Linked DNA regions of Hordeum vulgare: region 2 is linked to region 1. A link is a contact called in public Hi-C data. All regions are on one chromosome and are shown on one strand. Each heading gives the region's core, a stretch centred on a gene start, on an enhancer-like site or on the middle of the called end of the contact. The rest is flanking DNA. Distances are from core to core; before and after follow the strand shown.

What was found. Hi-C and Micro-C count contacts between places; a contact is called where the count stands out from the background.
Region 2: a Hi-C map of leaf shows a contact between it and region 1, with 5 times the contacts expected there. The contact joins the enhancer-like site here to the promoter of LOC123449529 in region 1. A contact is called at or near these places in 3 of 6 Hi-C or Micro-C datasets (leaf and seedling) and 1 of 1 datasets of contacts at active chromatin or transcription factors (embryo).

The regions. Positions count from the first base shown.
Region 1 is chr4H:561,914,010-561,916,666 of MorexV3_pseudomolecules_assembly, forward strand. It overlaps LOC123449529 (beta-galactosidase 5), which reads right to left and starts at 1,334. Exons shown (of 19, transcript XM_045126780.1): 1 at 918-1,334; 2 at 403-498; 3 at 191-303; 4 at 1-20. The coding sequence starts at 1,100.
Region 2 is chr4H:562,151,575-562,154,231 of MorexV3_pseudomolecules_assembly, forward strand. No RefSeq gene overlaps it. Among protein-coding and RNA genes, the nearest start is that of LOC123447044, 50 kb to the right of the region's middle. Within about 2 kb of position 1,322, at least 2 of the 3 cell types and tissues checked have open chromatin away from gene starts, as enhancers often do. A contact at or near this core is called in leaf, where this site is marked.

The DNA.
Region 1 (2,657 bases), core at 84-2,583:
TCAGCCAGACCGGAAAGCCGCTGCATGAATCGCACGGAAACGGAAGGACACAAGTCAAGTAGACGAACAAAAGCAGATCACACGCATTCACCAAACTGGAAGCAGCAGCAGCACGATGCCAGTAAATAATGCCATTTCTACCGTCGTGGTGGTTTTCGAACAAGTTGCGATGAGGAGTAAATGTGCATACCCGAAATTCCACTCCCCGCAAATGTAGGGACCGATGCGGAGATGTACAAACAGCCCGGCCTTCTGGGCGGTCTTAATGAACTTGACCAAATCGTACCTCCCTTCGAAGTTGTACTGCAGCAAGCGGGAAAATTACCACTGGAATTCCATGTCTCTTGTAACAGCAGCGCACACTGAATGGTAAGTAGGTGGTGATAAGTGTGAGTGTAGTACGCTTCCAGGGGTTGGCTCATGCCCGTTCCAGAAGACGTAGGTCTGGATCACGTCCAGGCCTCCGTCTTTCGCCTTCTGAATCAGCCCTTCCCACATCTGATGTACAGGAGCAGCATCAATGGACGGACGAACAGTCAGTGGTGAGTCAACCAGCCAAAGATTCGGAAACATGTGAACAAAAATCTAGTAACATTGGGCCCAGAAATGCCCCAAAATGGTTGCGGGAGCAGGAAAACCGAGCAGCATTTGGAGAAAATCTAGAAAAGGGGAATCCGCAAGGATAGGGAGATGTCGATGTCTGTCGCTTGAAAACATTGGGCGCAAAGGGGGGAAACGAAACGTACGGGCAAGCAAGCATGGAAGCAAGGAGCGTTTCACTTTTTTCCATGGCAGCTCCACCAAGAAACGCCATTAAACCACCCAGGAAACTCCCGTACGCCCCCTTCCACGGAAAAAAGCAAGAAGAAAAGGAAAAAGGAGACGCTTTCGGAAGGAAGGCGGCCGGGTTGCTTTACCTCGGGGGTGCTCCGGGGGTAATGTATGGATCCGGAGAAGAGGATCCGCCTCTGGCCGTTGATGAGCACCGCCTTCCGGTCGTAGGTGACCGCGCCGTCCACGGCGGCCGCCAGCACGGACCCCGCCGCCGCCGCCGCCACGGCCAGGCACAGCAGGCCCGCAGCCGCCCACCGCCGCGCCATCACAGCAGGGCTGGAGGAGACGGAGGAGGAGGAAGAAGAAGACAGCACGCGAGGACGGGCACACGCAAATGCGCCTGTGCCTTGCGTGGTCTTCACTGGTCTTCCTCCCTCCACTCCACTCCACCACGGACGGACCTCCTTCTCCTTCCCCGTGTTTTGTTGGTGGGTTTCTAGGATTCCTTGGCGAGGTTCTTGGGAGGGGCGTCGGCCAGTGGGTGGGGGCAGCGTCGCGGCTCACTGGAGCTTTTGGCCCATGGTGAGTATTTTATTGTCCCTCAACCACCTTCTCTCTCCTCTCGCTCGCACGCAGAGCGAAACTACTCGGACGGGCCGGGGAGAGAGAGGAGGGAGGGCGTAGGTGTGGGACAGCGGGGAGTAGCGTGGTGGTGGCGGTGGTACGAGCATGGCATGGCAGCTCATCATGCATGGTGGCCTCCCTCCCTGTGACCTAGACAGACGCGGCCAGCTCTGGCATAGCTGAGCCACTGGTAATGGGCTCGTCTTTCCGTCACAGAGCGTAGTACGTGCTTCTGTTTATTATAAAAGGAGCTTCGCGCCTGCTTGTGCTGTTGTGCGTGCTGAAAACATGATTAGTGACAACTAATTCTAAGCATGTATGTATAGCAACACATGATTAGCACTACTGTGCTGCACGCAGGCAGGGCCAACGCCAACACTGGCGCGCGCGGGCTCATGCAGAAGTACAGTGCTTCCTCGTTTATACTCCCTCCGTCTCAAAATAACTGTCTTAACTTTGTACCAGTTCTAGTATAAAATTATACTAAACTTAAGACACTTATTTTAAAACGGAGAAAGTATTATGGACGAGGAAGTAGTAGCTTAGGGGCTAAGCTTTTGCGGTGACGGAGGCCGCCATGCTGATGCTGTGCTGGTCGAGTGTTGGGCGACGGAACCCACCTTCGTTCCGTTCCAACAAAAGAAAGTGGCGAGCGAAAGCACCGGCCTCGCTGCTGCTGCTGCTGCTGCTGCTGCTACATTGGGAGGTCTGGCTGGTTCGTTACTGGCCGTTTTGATGCAAGGTGGACGGGAAAAAAAGAAATGGAGAAAGGGATCTTTCGGTACGGCGCGGCCTCCGGGCAAGGGCACATGGGAAGGCAAGAGAAAGAGAAAGAACGACCATCCATCCTCCAGGCCAAGGCAAGGCGCAAGGCGGCGTCAGCGGACGGGCATACGAGGATTGCATGGATCGGATGGATATGCACACACATGCATTCATTCTCATCGCCAAGATGCACCCGAAACGGCGCGCGCCCGCCCGCCCACGGATCCCCGGCCACTGGCGACAAACACCAGAGAGGACGGATCGCCTTTGCGCAAAGCGAGCCGGATCAAAAGGAGGAAAAAGAGAGGGAGGGATCGGAGGCTGTTCATTTTAGTGGAGGCACGGGCCTGAACCAACCAGCGACCCAAAGGCAATGCGCATTGCGCGGTGCCGCCCTGTCCACCCCGTTACCCATGATCCAGAGTTAATCGCAAAAGACTACCACAATTCGGGCCGTATTCATAAGTTGGTGTCATCTTTTAAATTTTTTCCAA
Region 2 (2,657 bases), core at 72-2,571, 240 kb after region 1:
TTTAGTGTGTATTAAAAAATGTCCATCGTATAATTTAAAAAGTTCAACATATAAACAAAATGTTCATCATATATTACACAGTAATGTTTGGTGTGTATTTATGCAATAATTTTCAGTGTTTAAAAAATATATTTACCGTACACCAGAAAGTTTGTTTGAAAAAATGTTCATATTTTGCAAATATAATTTTAACATTTTATAAATACATGTTCATCATTTTACAATACGTCAGGAACATTATTTTCATGGCAGAAAACATTTTTCGCACAGAATGTACATTTTTTGTATACTCCAGTAATATTTTTTATAAACATTTACAATTTTTAAAAACATGGTGAACATTTTTCGATATACACTGTATTTGTTTTGTGTATATTGTCCTATTCATTACAAACATTTATTCTATAAATATTTAACATTATAAAAATGCCCGATTATTATTTTTCAAACATGTGATTACATTTTTAAAATGCTCAATTAACATTTCTTTTAAACATGCGACCAATTTTTTTGATATAAAATATATTTTTTCTATATTTTTTGCAAAGATAAGAACATTTTCTCTATGGACATTTAACATACTTAAACACATGATCAATATTTTCCATTCACATCATTTTTTGCATATATTTTTAATATAAATAATTTTTTCTATACACATTTAATGTTTTTCAAATATTTCTTTAACATTTTCAAATACTCGATTAATATTATTTCAAATGCTTGATATTTTTTTTAGATACACGATCACCATATTTAATACACACTGTGTATTTTGTTTATACATTTTTCGTAAACATGAGAAACATTTTCTTTATAAACATTTAACATTTTTTAAACACATGATCAACATTTTTTCATACACATTGTTTTTGTTTTGTATATATTTGTTGTATACATGATTGTTTTTCCTATATACACATTCAACATTTTTTACATGGTTGATTAATATTTTTTCAATGCTTGATTAACATTTTTATAAATAAATGGATAAAAAAAATTTAAGAACGTGATCAACATTTTTAATACACATTAATTTGTTTGTATATGCCATTTTGTATATATGAGATTTTATTATCTATACACATTTAACATTTTCCAAATCCTTGGTAGTTCTTTTAAAAATTTCTTTATGTAAAATGTTTTTTGTAATATATATTCGGAATATTTGAAAGTCTAAAAAAACAAAAAATAAATACCAAATAGGGCATAGAAACAGAAAATATACGAGGTAACGACCTATGGCCTCCCGAGCTAGACCGACCCATTGAGTGAGGTGCGTACGCAACGGCAACCGAAGTTAAGCAGGGCGCTGAAGCGTGTAGCTACTACCGGTAAACCCTATTTAACGTCACAGGCGCCGGTTTTAGTTATTCTGCAGCGCACCCCCTCTTCTGCGAGTGGGCAGCCCATCGATCTGTCGTTTGCTTTCTGTTTAAAGAAAGAAAAAGCCGAGATGCGCGCCCGCTAGAGATCCAACTGCATTAACCACATGGAAAATTGACGATTAGTGAATATTTACTTCCGTCCTTGTATATCTACGCATAATGCTCTTTATTTTTTAATGTTTTCCTATTTCTTTTTTTTAATTTTAATTTTTATTTAAATACGTGACCTTCTTTCAACACAACGATTTTTTTTAAAAGGCGAATTTATTTTGCAATTTTGATGATTTTACTTCCAAATTCGAGTGAACATTTTTCTAAATTCAACAAACATTGTTCATATTCCATTAACTTTTTTAAATTCACTGAACCTTCTTTAAAAAATCCGATGAACATTTACAAATTTGATGAACTTTTTCTCAAACTCCATGATTTGTTTTTAAAGAATTGATTACTGTTTTTCAAATTTGATGAACATTTTGTGAAAATCCATGAACTTTTTTGAAAAGATTCAATGAGCATTTTTCAAATTCCATGAACTTTTTTAAAAATCCATGAACTTTTTTTAAAATACGGATGAACTATTTTCAAAATCGATGAACCTTTTTTCAAATCGAATGAACTTTTTTCAAATCCGATGAAATTCGTTGAACTTTTTCAAAAATACCATGAACTTTTTTATAAATTTTGTGAACTTTTATGAAATTTGGTGATCTTTTTTATAAATTCGTGAATTTTTCTTAAAAATCCGTAAAATAAATTAGTTCACAAACATTTTTTTTTTTTGCAATTTCTTTGACTAACTTTGATAGTAAGGAAACTTTTGAGTAAGTAATTTCAATTAAGCAATTTTTGTTCTATTCTATAGGGTTTTCTGTCATTCAAATAAAATATCTTTCCAAACATACACACTGTACTGTTAGAAGGTAAAATATGCTATAAATTTGTCAATTGAGAGAAGATTTGTTCTTTACATCATAGTCAACAAAAAGTTTAAGTCAAATTTGATGAACTCAATTTCTTCATATTAGCAAGTAGATGACTTTCGTTGTTTTTAATTCACAGGGCCATTCCATTGAATTGAATGCTTCACTACTGAAATTCCAGGGCCATTTCGCTTGAAAAAACCATGTTCAAGTAAATGTTAAACGAACGAACGAACGAAACTATCGAAGAAATGAAGGAAACAGTCAAAACAGTCGGCAAACGAAGGAATGAGAGAAACAGTCAAAGGAAGTAAATGGGACCGGTCGAAAACAGCCCAAAGAACAA